Linked DNA regions of Mus musculus: region 2 is linked to region 1. A link is a contact called in public Hi-C data. All regions are on one chromosome and are shown on one strand. Each heading gives the region's core, a stretch centred on a gene start, on an enhancer-like site or on the middle of the called end of the contact. The rest is flanking DNA. Distances are from core to core; before and after follow the strand shown.

The links. A called contact is a pair of places that touch in the nucleus more often than the background predicts.
Region 2: a contact with region 1 is called in a Hi-C map of the N1E-115 cell line, with 5 times the contacts expected there. The contact joins two enhancer-like sites. A contact is called at or near these places in 2 of 484 Hi-C or Micro-C datasets (the N1E-115 cell line and liver).

What each region holds. Positions count from the first base shown.
Region 1 is chr6:139,972,586-139,979,922 of GRCm38.p6, forward strand. No RefSeq gene overlaps it. Among named protein-coding and RNA genes, the nearest start is that of Plcz1, 65 kb to the right of the region's middle. Within about 2 kb of position 1,481, at least 5 of the 459 cell types and tissues checked have an H3K27ac peak or open chromatin away from gene starts, as enhancers often do. A contact at or near this core is called in the N1E-115 cell line and liver, where this site is marked.
Region 2 is chr6:140,279,316-140,286,209 of GRCm38.p6, forward strand. Gm38917 (a long non-coding RNA gene) reads right to left here and starts at 6,420. Exons shown (of 3, transcript XR_869559.1): 1 at 6,134-6,420; 2 at 5,892-6,029. Within about 2 kb of position 1,701, at least 40 of the 459 cell types and tissues checked have an H3K27ac peak or open chromatin away from gene starts, as enhancers often do. A contact at or near this core is called in the N1E-115 cell line and liver, where this site is marked.

The DNA of each region.
Region 1 (7,337 bases), core at 231-2,730:
AGCTGGACTGAAAAGTAGTGCAACTAACCAGTACCCCCGGAGCTCGTGTCTCTAGCTGCATATGCAGCAGAAGATGGTCTAGTCGGCCATCTTTGGGAAGAGAGGCCCCTTGGTCTTGTAAACTTTATATGCCCCAGTATAGGGGAATGCCAGGGCTAAGAAGTGGGAGTGGGTGGGTAGGGGAGCAGGGCATGGGGGGTATAGGGAATTTTCGGGATAGCATTTGAAATGTAAATAAAGAAAATATCTAATAAACACACACACAAAGAATGAAATGAAGTGAGATGAAACTGAAAGTCATAAACAGAAGGAAAATAAGGCCTTTAATTATATATCAGGTTTTACCTACAAATGTGTACGTAGTCTGGCATGGCTTTGGTGGGGGTGGAATGATATGGCTTCCGCCTCTGGGGCAGGGCCAACATGGGCCCCCGTGAGTGTCAATAGCTGCTGTGGATGTAAGGCTTGTTGGTATAATACTGTACGTATTTTTACATTCCTCCTTCAGAGAATGTGATCTCTGTGAACATTAATGACTCCATGAAAATCAGAGACAGCAGAAGTCTGGGAGGTGAAGGTGTGGCTAATGTCTCAGCAAAGCTGTAAATGCTGGGACCTTTGGGACAGCCCTTAAGGCTATGGAAAAGAACTCTAAAAACATGAGTTTGAAAATACATAATTTCTCAACTCTGCAAAAAAGAAGGATGCGCTATGTGTGTAGTATGGGGCTTCATGAATCTAAAGGAGCAACGGTAGCGGCATTAGTGAGCCGGCTTCTGAGAACGATACAAACGCAGGCAGATTCCCGAGTTCAATGTCAGCCTGGGACAGAGCAAGGTTAGGCCCAGGCAATGTGGTACAGATGGTAGCTTCAGGGGGTGGGGAGGTCCCACCCAACTAGCTTATTGCCTGTACTTAACAGAGGCAGGAAGATCTCTGAATTCTTTTGCAATGTTAAAAAAAAAAGTATGTGTGCTTGCTCTCTCCTAAGAATCAAAGGGCTGGGGTCTTGAGATCCAGATTCATAGGACAATCAAAAGGGCACCTGGGGTAAATGACTGGATTGTTGTGTAAAATAAAAGACTGAGCTTGTGATCTGCAAAAGATGAGCTATCCAGAGAAATATTTTAGAATTTCAATGTATCAAGGCAAAAAAAGAAAAAGAAAAGAAAAGACAGCAGCACAGAAAACACAAACACAGAACATAGAGTAAAATCAATACAGCAAACAGAAAAAGGACAAAATAAGCAAAGTTCTTCCTTATCAATAAATAATTTAACATAAATGTTTTAAACCATCTCCAATCGAAAGATGTAGATTAGAAACTTCCTCAGCAGAACAGCCATGGGTAAAAACGTCTACTGAACATCAACCTCCATGGAAAAGACTTAAATCATTCCCTTAAGATCAGAGGCAGGGCCAGCAGGAGGGCTCAGCTGGGGAAGGTACTGCCTGGCAGACCTGACAGCCTGAGCTCTGTCCCTGGAACTCTCAGAATGGAGAAAAAAATGGGTTGCACAAGTCTTTCTCTCCTCCCTCTCCTTCTCCCTCCCCTTCTCCCTCTCCCTCTCAACACACACACACACACACACACACACACACACACACACACACACACACACACATGAATTTGAAAAAATAAAATTTAAAACACCAGGAAAGGGGCAAGAATGAACTTTTCAGCACAGTACTGAGTGTTGTCATCAAAACAATTAAGTACAAAAAGAAGATGCATTCCAATAGAAAAGGATGATCAGAAATGGTGTACCTTGCATGCAGAAATTCCTGAAGGTTCCATAGAAAAACATAGACCAACAAAGCAGTATAAAATAAAACATTAAAGTTGGTTGTATGTCTTCTCTTTAAAAGAATAAAATTGGAAACTTGCACTCTCTAATTCCTAAGCTTACTACAAACCTATAATAATCAAAAACTTTGGCAGCAGCATAAAGACAAGAATATAACTGATGGAGGAGAATCAATAATCCAGAAATAAATCCCATCATATATTGTCTGCTGATTTTTGATGAGCTTGTCAATTCCATTCAGTGGTAAAGACAGTCTTTTCTGCAAAGAATGCTGAAATTACTGAATATTTAGATGTAAAGAATTAGAAAATATCTAATACCATATACAAAATTACCTTGAAATGTTTGAGAGATCCCAAGATAAAATTGTAAACTATAAACTCAGAAGAACACAGTGGGCAAAAGCTTCATGCGATTGGATTTGGCAATGATCTTCGTTGCTGTGGAAACCATATGTAGTTTTACGAAATGAGGAGAGACTGGGAAAAGGACTTAACTAGGTTGAGTAGCTAGCTCAGTCCTCTTGCCTCACAAACGTGAATATCTAAGTCCATCCAAAGTCCACATGAAATAACAAGTGTGGAGCATGCATCCACAGCCCTGGTGATAAGGAGATGGGAGAGAGAGGCAAGCGTATCCCTGGAACTTCATCCATGCTGATCTTTGAGGACAGTGAGAGACTCTGTCCCAAACAGAATGTTAGAAGGCTCTTAGGACACAACGCCCAGTTATTCTCTGCCTTCCTCACAGCCCACACTTACACGCCATAATGTAATAAATATTTAAAGCCAATTTGCTATATGATCCTACAATTCCACTCTGTCTTAAACTTTCCCTTTACGTTTTCAGAAAGTTAACTTTACATTTCTGAAAGCAGGCACTCAAAGAAATCCAAGTGTGTCGGTGAGCCTCACTGTCCATAGCTGAAATATTGTAGCTGAACAAATATCAATCATCAAATTAATGCATTGCCAAAGTACAGTGTCTATATAAAGATAGGACTCTACATGGAGATGGACTCTGTGTGTGTGTGTGAGTGTGTGTGTGTGTGTGCATGTGTGTGTGTGTGTGTGCGTGTGTGCGTGTGTGTGAACATGCACATGCATTCCATGGCGCACATGTGGAGGTCAGAGGACCAATTGCAGGAGTCAGCTCTCTCTCTCATCCTTACAGTCCCAGTGATAAAACTCAGATCATTAGGTTGGGTAGCAAACACCTTTACTTGCTAAGCCATCTTACCAGCTCCACCCACAGAGATAAAATGTTGAAAACATTGTGCTACGTGAAGTAAACCAATCACAAAAAGCTAAATACAGTCTGGTTATACTTATTTGGGAGAGAAACAAACAGAAAAAAAAAGCAGAATAAAAGTTACTAAGAAACACTGAATTTGGGGGTAAGATACTGTTTAATGGGTATTTAATTTCAGTCTTCAGAGTCTAAGAAGTTACAGGGTAGATGGAGGAAGACTACACATAATGAATGTGTTTAATACCACTGAGCTATTCACTTAAAGGACACACCATGTGTATTTTACAAAAACAATAAAACAGGAGGGATCAGTATTGAATTGTTTCTGCTTAAAATACTTTTGCCTGCGTTTAAAAGTGTTAATAAAACCCTAATTCTGAGAGCATGTCAATGAACACACTATATGAAGTTGTATTTTGTGACAATAAAAACAGAAAGGGGATATGAAGTTGCATATGACCATAGCTTTTATAATCCTTGATATTGCCTTGATAACAATTTGAATTAGATTATTATACTCTAAGATGATAATTAGGATGTACAGGCCTAGCATTAAGAAAATAACTATGCTAAGGAAACAGGAATAAAAAGGTTATTTAATATATCTAAAAAAAAAGAATGATGTCACAGAGCCCCCAGGGAACCAAAAGGATGGCATCATCAGAAATAAAAGGGAAACTGAGTAGGGTTAAGCACTGTGTCTCTGTAATTACATTAAATATAAATGGATTAAACTCTCCAATTAAAGGCAGGGTTGGAGTAATGTATTTAGTAAAGCAAGATTTAATTATAAACCATCTACAAGAGACTCTGTATCCCATGATGTAAATAGGTTAAAAGGAGGAAAAACTAAATTTATGCAAGCAGTAACCAACCAAAGCTGAGCGGCTTTGTTGATATTTGAAATAGAGAAAATAATACTGAGGTTGCAAAAATTGCTACAAGAAACAAAAAAGTAATTATGCATAACTTACATATGAATAGTTATATAATTTATATGAAACTAAAATGTCACAAGCCATGGCTAAGTTAATTATATATAATAATGCATGTTATACTATAATATATATGTGGATAAATCTGTTAATAAGTTATAATGAATACACAAACCAAAAATGAACAAGTTGAAGGAAGAAATGAACATCTCATCAATATTTAAAGATTTTGATGTCTCACTACAAATAACAAATAGGATCATGTAGATAATCTGCACCTATGGGTATAGAAAACTTCAGCCAACAATCACAGCAGGATACAATGTATTCCCAAATCCACAGGGACCATGTCCCAGAATAGAAAATTGAGTATATCACAAGTAATATTCTAAACTGTATTATGTTGAAGTCTAGGTATCTTATTTCATTTTTCTATAAACATAGAGCTATCATAAAAAGTGAAAGTTAATTTAGAGAAATACTCCCCGCGAGGCGGGAATCTCAAGTACAGTTCCTAAACAATAGAAGATAAAAACTGCGGTTTCAGTACATAACCAAAGCGCTTGCTTTTTGTAATGGTTTCGGTTCCGTCATCAGATAAAATCTCTTTGTTGTGCATGGCAGGACCAGGAGTTCCTAGGGGAAAACGACCTCAGGTTGAGAACAAAAGACATTGTCTTCATTTTAACTTTTAAACTCATTTTTAATTGTGAGTCTATGTGCATGCTTCTCCAGGTGTGCAGCAGATGCATACAGGCATCCACAGAAGCCAGGAGAGAGCTTCAGACCCCCTAGAACTGGAGTCATTGGTGACAGTAAGCTTCCTGGAGTGGATGCTGGAAATCAAACTCAGGTCCTCTGCAAGAGCAGTAAGTTCTCTTACCTGCTGAGACATCTTTCCAGCTCCTGGGAGCTCTTTTACTACATCGAGAGATAAATAAGTGCTCGTGATAGAGGCTGCTCCATGACAAAGGTGTAAACATTACAGGAAGGCAGGAACCAGTCACATTTTTACCACATAGTTATTAATTGGTTGGCAACTACTGTTCAGCACCTTAGTTTCATGCACAGGGAAACCTCCCTCCAAGGAGTGGCGATCATGACGCATGAGTCTTCAGCTCCTGGAGCCCGATGGGCACTTGTCAGAGCTGAAACCAAAGGAAGCCATTCATCCACTCTCCGTGCCACATCCTGACTTGGGATGCTCGGTGGGAACTTTCTGCCCTATGACTTAGGGATATAATTTTACTAAAATAAACTACAGTTTAGGGTGTAGATGATTTTTAAAGTTTTAAAGATAATTTTGCCTTTTAATTCACCCTTTCTTAGTGAACCGCCTTGTTTACCAATGCCTATAAATTATGTTTAGGATATCTAATTTAGTATGGTATGCAATATAAAACTCTGTACTTTAAGCAATGCAGTAATTCCTTCCTAACTTTGTGGGTTTTTTTCTTCCCATAAATATCTTTGCTGATAATTTTCTTATTATTGATAACGTAAATTAGATCTGTTTAGAGTCATCTACCACAATATATTAAATCTGACCTCCACTTTTTTTTTAACTACTGCCTGAACAGATGACAAAAGGCCTCACTCAGTGGCTTTTGGTTTATTTTGGTCAACGTAGTTCAGTGAAAGTGATATAATGTGACTCCTCTCATGCATGTCTGGAATACTTCCACCAGCCGCCTGTGAAGAAACCCAGGAGGATTATGCAAGCCCATCTGTATCAGCCTCCACAGCTATGGCTCTCATAGGATGAGTGCAGCCAGTTTGAAACACTCAGCCCCAGTCATCTCTAGAGTAGAGACTTCCAACAACATTTCCTGCAGTGGCAGAAATGTTCTGTATCTCCCATATCCAATAGGACAGCCACTGACAGAAGCCGTTCAGCACTGGAAATTGTGCCTACAGTTTTTACATTTCAGTATTACTCAATTCAAATGGACTTAAATATAATAATAAATAGAAAAGATCCCATCTTGGTGACTGAAGTAAAGATTAACCCCAGGTAATCTGACCAAATTACAATTCACAAATAGATGAATGACAGTCCCCAAAACTATTTGGAGCGGGGGTATTTTTATGATCATTATAGAATTCTAGGTATTTCAAAGTTACAAAAATCAATGTAAATCAGTATGCCCTGCCTTTATTATTCTTCCTATTTTACACAGATATCTTGCAGGAGCTTCTGACAGTCATCTTGGATGCATGGGGTGAGAGACTGCTATAGAGACAAAGCTGCAGAGATGTTGCTGAGGGCAGAGGAGAAGCAGCAAGGTCCTGCTCAGTTATTTGAACCATCATTCAAGTCTCCTTTGAAGCCAAACTGTTCTGTTTAATAACAAAGGGTCAATGAGCCCAGTTGTTTGTGTAAGCCAATTTAAGACACATTCTCTGTATGTTGTAACAGAAATAATAATGTGTAACCCATATCCCATCTTAAATGCTTTCTAAACGTCCTTTTGTCAATCAGAGTTCAGTGAAATTGTGTGGAACTGCCTTTGAAGTATCACCCTGGGCTCTTCCAACTGAAGAATGCTGTTTTGACTTATTCATGTGGAAGCTATATTCCTTTTATAGTTAGGTGTTTAAGAAAAAAAATGTATTCCTGATGCTATAGCGACTCTGATGTAGATTGCAGAGAGATATTGCCAAAGTGTTAGGACAAAAGCCTCAGTTTGAGAGTGTCAGCGGGGCCACACAGACCAATAATGGCCATCAAAGGACAAGCAGTGTGAAAGGGAAGGGGGAGACTTGATCAGCAGGGTCACTCTGAGAACAGCAGATACAGAGGTTCAGAAATCCCAAAGCCATCTTCATAAGGTTAACAAGAACTCTGTAATAATTTTTTTTTGAGACAAACGTTTTTGCATTATAAAGGACACCTCCCCTAACAAGGAATTAATAGAACACTCAAATTATGTGTTCCCTGGAATTACATTTATGAGTCTAAAGCATTAAAGAAAAGCATTTTTGCTTTCCGAAAAATATTGGAGCCAGCCTGTTACAGGAAGTATGTGAGGTCAAACACAGAGAGAGAGAAAAAATGTAAGGAATTGGTTTGTGAATAGCTGACAAACCAGATGGTCTGAACGAGCTATGATCTGGTGGATCGTTATCTCCAGTCTGCCTCTACAAGAGATCCTGGGGGTGTCAAAATCACCATCATCACTTAAAGGGAGCAATAATTGGCTTCCATGAGATGATGACTCCCGCTTCATACACCCTCACAATCATGGGTAGTTGCCCTCATATGTGGAAGAACATCTGTCCTTTGAGGCACATTGATGCTTGGGAGCAATTTTACTCCTTTGTCATAGAGATGTTTGTAAAT
Region 2 (6,894 bases), core at 451-2,950, 310 kb after region 1:
CACTCAAACCACAGCAGACTTTTTTTCTTTTGCTCTCAGGATAAAATACCAGTGAACCACATGCCGAGGGGTGATCTTAACTCTGTAGCGGACTTGAACGTTCTGGAAGGAATAATCAAACATTGTATGATGTTAAAAGTTCAGTGTGCCTGCTGTCTATAAAATGCTAATGTCTGTACCATGGCTGGGTGCCGTGGCTTTGGGGAAAGGGGAGGAGCTGTTTTCCAGAGAAATGAACTTTTGTCTTGGTGGTTCTTGGTTGGCTGGTTGGTTGATTGATTGGTCAGTTGGTTGAAACAGGGTCTCTTGTAGCCCAGGCTGGCCTCCAACTATGTAGCTGAGGATAACCTTCAACTCCTGGTCTTCCTGCTTCCACCTCCCCAGCACTGGACTGACAAGCACGTGGCAGCATGCCTGGTTTACCTAGGGCTTAGCTAGGCAAGCTCTCCATCAACTGAGCTGCACTCCCAGGCCAAAGAAAGGTGGGATCCAGCTAGACAAAGAAACAGGGCTAAGGAAAGGAACCTGGAACTGAAGAGGCCAGAATCACCAGACAGAGCCAAACCCTGCAGAGTCTTGGCTGCTCTGTAAAGTAGGCAGATTTAATTTTGCAGAAGGGACGGCACGGTGCCATTGGGGAATTTACCACCAGGGAAGACTAATTGCAATCGCAACACCTTTTCTGCAATTTCACCCAGACCACGGGCTCTTTCAGAGCGAGCTGATTCTCCCTAGAAACGTTTAAAAGCATGAGTCTTGGATAATTACCATGGAAGTCCCTGGTTTGTGGCATGTTGCATTTAACATGAGCTGAGTGCTATTTATAGATGTTCGTTTGTTGTTTGCATGGACGTTTTTATCAGTCTAAAGTTACTCTCTATTGCAACATTTTAAAAAGATCAATTGGGGTGGGGGTGGGTGGAGCTGATGGAATGGCTCAGCAGTTAAGAGTGAATACTACTCTTCCAGAGGACCCAAATTCATTTCTCACTAACCAGACCCAGTGGCTCACAGTCACCTACAACTCCAGCTCCAGGGGCTCAGATACCCTCTTCTGGACTGCAAGGGCACCTCTACTCAGGTGCACACACCCCTATCCACAGACACACGCATAGACACATAATTTTAAAATAATCATAATGAAATCTTAAAAATAAAATGAGGCTGGAGAGATGGCTCAGCAGTTAAGAACTCTAGCTGTTCTTCCAGAGGACCCAGGTTCAATTTCCAGCATCCACATGGTGGCTCACAACTGTTCCTAACTCAAGTTCAGAGGCTCTAGTGCTCTCTAGTGGTCTCCAGATATCAGGTACACATAGCATGCACAGATTTTCATGCATACAAACACCCCATGCACATAAAATAATAACAATCAATTCAAGAGCTGATAATCAGACTCCAATTATCTTGCTTCTCTTGTAACCAAATATTCATCAGGTACACATGTTCTTTTCCACGGAAATAAAATCTAGCCAGACACAAGCCCTGGCTTAAAAGATTTGCCAGCTATCCATATAGGAGAGGAGATTCTGAAGTCCATGAAACAGCAAAAGCAGCTTCCTTAATTCAAAGAGAAATTGGTTACAATGTAGCAAATCTGCCAGTCATAGTTCCCAGGACAAAGTGCAATGTGGGCTCAGTGTTTGTCCAGAAAAATGGTAAATCATCAACCACACCTGGCCCCGCTTCTTCCAGGATGTTGTAATGACAGTTAGACAGTGGCTGGGCCGTGGCTCTAGTTATAAGAGCAGCTTATGTGGATGCCACACTCCGGAGAACTCCAGACACTTTTCATCGGGTAAACAACTCCTTCATCAGGCTTTAATCTAAACTCCCAGCTTCTCAAAGCTGCTGTGGACAAAGCCAGAGCTGGGTTGCAGCTCCGGAGGGAGAGGGCTGGCCCAGCATCCGGAGGCCCTTGGCTCTGTTCCCATTAACTGGGTGTGTTGGTACACACCTGGAATCCCAGTTCTGGGGCGGTGGAGGAAGAAAGATTGGGAGTTCAAGGCCAGTCCTTAGGCTATGTGTCAAATTCTAGGCCAGGTTGGGATGTGTGAGACCTGTGTGCTAATGGGGGTGAGGTGAGGGTGGGGAGGGAGGGAGGGTGCAGTGGGAGTGGGGGAGGGGCGGGGAGGGGTGGAGCGATGTGAGGGCAGGGATCAAGTGAGAATGGGGTGGAGCAGGAGCCACTGGAAGCTCTCCTCACTTATGAAAGGAAGCAAATTACTCCCTAATGTATTTTACCTGCACATTTTACTTGGTTTTACTTTCAAGGCCAAAAGAGCCCACAGGCTTGCAACTCAGTGATAAACCAGCCTTAAAGTCACAGAACAATCCACCCTTGACTGCATTAAACAACTGGAATCAGGCAATAAGCCCATTCATTTGCACTCATTACTTCAGAATTAACGTGCCTCGGTGGAATACAGGTATACGAGGCGCGCTACCCCGCCACTCAGAAGCGAATTCTAGGAAAACTAAAAAGACAAAAAGCCTTTGTATTTCCACTAAGAAATACTGTTCCAAGACAGGCAGGGCCTTCGAATATCATCCTCCTTTGGCCGAATTTCATTTTAGTCCCAATTAACTCATAATTACATTAGACATTAGAGAGTAAGACTTCAAAACATCTGCCAGCTTTAAAGGCACTGCATTTAGAAAGCCCTCGGCATGACCCCGCCCCTTGACCAGACTATTTATAGTCCAGTGAAATTAAGTTAGGTTCACGGTGCCTGACTGCCCAGTAGATTATTAGTTTGCAAATGCGTTCATTAAGTGGCAAGATTCATTTGGGGGTACAAAGCCTTCTGCTTCATCTTTACAGGACGGTCCGCTGGGTGGATTTAAAAATAAAATCAGTCGGCAAATAGCATAGCTCAGAGGAAAAGCTTCCTGTTTTGTGGCCATCGAGTGTCAGGCCCACTGTGAAAGCTAGGCTTGCTTGATTCTTTTGAAAGAGCATTGAAGTGCCCACGATGTGGATGGCTCCAAGGTCCCCTAACTGGGGACACTGCTGTGAATTTGGAGTGCTGCTTGCCTTCTGCCTGGGAGGAACAGTTGGGGCAGTCACAAAAGAAGAAAGCTCTTGTCAGAATCGCACAAAAACTGAAAGCTGATGTCAACACATCCGTTCTCGCGCACAGCTGTGTGTTTGGTATTCCCAGTTCTGGACCGGATGGATGGATGCTGCCAGGAGGGATGTCAGGTCTGCTGCGGTCTGGATCAGATAGATGCAGTTTGAAGTTTGAGCTTTCTTCCTAAGAATTTTCTTCTAGGCACTTAACCCAGCAAACGCTATTTAAAAAAAAAAATCAATTAACTATCTGTTTCTGTTTCCCCTTTGAAAGTATTGTACCATTTTATTTGAAGCGCTATGGGGAATTTCAGGGCACCTTCAGCTCTTCTGATTAGGACAAATATGTAAAGAAGTTATTTGAGATGGTGCGGTTATCAAACTGTCTAATCCAGTCAGTATGAAGAACAAGGAGGAGCTGGCGCGACATCTTGGCTGTTACAAGCACTTGCTGCTCAGTCAGAAGCCAGAGTCTTGTTCCCAGCACCCAAAGGGCTGGCTCACAACCTCCTGTAACTGCAGCTCGGAGAACCTGACACCCTCTCCTGGCCTCAACAGGCACTGTAGTGTGTCATACACTCATGCCTATGGATAAACATAAATTAAAAATAACGATAATCAATATTTTAAGTGTAACTTTTCCGATAGAAACAGAGAAAAAAGATATTCATCTTCTGGATGCAATTGTGTTTAACCCCCAAAACTTCACCCTTTGTTCTAAAAATACTTTCTGCCACTATTCTCATTCCATTAAAAGATTGCATGCGCCCTTTTAGACACTGCTCCCTGAATAACCTGCCTTGACCTTTCCCCTCAGGGCTTAGAGTTAATGAATATTTCCCCATTGTTTCCCTTCACAAACCTCTCAGACTTGTTAAAAAGGGCCCTCAGATGTAGTCTTGCTGCCCTCAGAGCCCCACATTCGGGGAGAACTGCATCAAAAGCATCAACATGACAGAAAAATTGGCCATTATTATTTTAAAAATTCCAAGTATGGGATTACAGATATACACCACTGTATCTAGCTTATTTGGTTGTTTGGTTTGGTTTTGAGACAAAGTCTCTCATTCTGAAGACCAAAAAGGCTGGGACTCACTATAGAGTCCAGCTGGCCTCCATCAAATTCATGGTAGTCCTCCCGCCTCAGCCTCTCAATTGCTAGACTTATATACAATATAGAGCACCATGGCTGTTCATCGTAGAGTTTGGGTTTCTTTGTTGGTTCATTTATTTGTCTGAATCTTTTATTGAATGCACCGTGGAGTTTTCCAGACTCTATTTAAAACATCTGCCAGGTAGCTGGTCCTCTCTGTGAGCTCTTATTGTCTGATTTTAGAAGTAAGTCAAGATCTGTCCCTGTGACCATCCCAGGCTCTTCTGTGAAAGGACAATAGTTTCTAGAGAAGTCCAGCTTTCAACGTCCAAGTTTAACGAGCAACAAGTTTTCACTTCCCATAGAAGCTTGAGGCTCTTTAAGAAGACGTGTGTGCACCCAGGCAAAGCTCAACAGATAAGAGCAAGGCGTTAATGAAGGCAAAGGTATCTATTTAACCCCCACATGGGCCCATTAACTTCATTTAGACAAAACCACCATCCTGAAGATGCACGTTAAACTTCTAAACCCAGCCGGCCGCATAGAAAGCACACCAGTCAGCTCGTGGGATGCTAAGAGGGGTGTAGGTGACTCAGGAAACGCCACCACTACTTCCTTGAGAGAAGGGAATTGGGGGGGGGGGATTAGTGAGTGACTTATTCCAAGATAAATATCTCACATGTACAGAGTGCCGAGCAAGGTTCTAAGATAATGACGGACAGCAAGAAAACCAAGGTAAGGAAGGCCATTTACAGCCCGGCATTGGATTTCAGGAGCTGATCTCTGGCGAAGGAATAGAACCTACAATTAAGGTTGAGGCATGTCAAAAAGAAGCTATAATAGAAGTAGGGGTAATTAGTAGGTGCGCGATACGCCATGATAAGCTTTATGGGATTGAGAAAACAGACCATATTACAAACTTTTCTCCTTGCTGTGACCAAATACCTGATGGGGTGGCTATGTTGGCTACAGTGTGAGGGGATTAGAGACCATCAGGGTGGGTGGGAACACAGAGCCATAGGAGCATGGGGTAGTGCTCACCTTGCTGCCATAGTTAGGAAGCAGGCAATAGATAGGAAAAGGGGGTAAATTATAAGATAAGACCTGACCCAGAAACTTACTTCCCCAAGTGAGGCTCTCTCCACCTCGTGGAAGTTTCACAGTCTTCTAAAACAGTGGCCCTCAACCTGAGCTGAGAGCCCTCTGAGAGTCAAATGACCCTTTCACGGGGTTGCCTAGAACCAAGAGAAACACGGATACCTACCTTTTAACTCAGCAGTAGCAAGATTACAGTTATTAAGCAGCAACTCAACCTAATTTTACGATTGGGAATCATCAGATCATGAAGGACTGTATTAGAGAGTCACAACGTTAGGAAGGTGAGAGCCACTGCGCTCGAACATCACCAGCAACTGGGAACCAAATATTCAAACACAGACCTACGGGGACGTTTCACATTCAAGCTATTACATACCAAAAAAAAAAAAAAAAAAAAAAAAAGACAGAACTCACATTTTAGCTGATGTGATCAAAAATGATTTTAAGGGGGAAAGTGAGATTTAGTCAGAAAGTTAGAGGGGAAAGAGAAAAAAAAACTCAAAATATAGATCAAACTAAATAATACAAAACTTGACTATTAAGTAAAAAAAAACTCATTTAATCTTTAAAAATGGTTATTATAAATTTTTAAATGAAGCAGTGATTTGAATTTTAAATGAAGCCTACCGTAGCACGGATGACAGGAGATGTGTGGGTCAGTCTGCTTCGTGCTCCTGCTATAAAAATGTCCGAGACAGTCAGAGGTATGGAGGTGGGTTTTATTGGATCCAGGTTTAGATATCATCCGCTCCATGGCTTTCTGGACTACAGCAAATCAGAACAGCCATGCAACAGTGGAGGGAAGCTCTTTACCTTGGGGTAGCCAGGAAGCAGTGAGAGGGAGCAAAGGGGCTAGAGACAAGACATACCTCTCAAAGATGTGTCTCCAGCAACCTTCTTCTGCAAGCCCCATGTTGTAACATTCTACTCACTGTGTGTTGCAAGAGGAGATACTTCCATGGAGTGGAAAACTGCAGAAGTATGCAGGAAAAAAGGAAAAGGAAACAGTATCTAATTTGTAATAAAGAAACTAGTTGTTTTGCGGCTATCCTCCATTCTCCCTTTGCTGAATACATGGTGGCCTTCTTTCTTCACAAGCAGCCTTGCTGAGTGCCTGGGTCTGTTTGACTAGCTCTGGCAAGTGAGTCTGAAAAGTGGGCTGCTACAGTTTACACCAGGAACCTGTGATTTTGCTAAAACCCAGTAGCTTTCTCATTAGTTTCATCTAGGAGACCTGTTGCTGTGTTTAAAATATGCGTGGGTCTCCCCAGCCTGGGCTCTCGCAGTGAACAGATTCTCATTTCCCCTGCAGTATTGCAGCTGTGTGAATAAGAAGCAAACCTTTGTAAGTGTTTTAATAAGCTGTGTATTTATGTTTGTGTATGTATGGTGTGTACATGTTTACAGGTTTACACTTCTGTAAAGCCAGAGCTCAAGGCCAGGTGACTTCCTCCAGCACTCCCCACCTTCATTTTCGAGACAGGGCCTCCTCTCACTGATCCTGGAGCTCATCAGCTTGTTTAGACCGGCTGGCCAAAGTGGTGTTAGAATCCACCTGTCTACCTCCCAACAGCGAGACTACAGGCCCGGGACACCATCTTTGATTTTTTTGTGTGTCCTGGGAACCTGA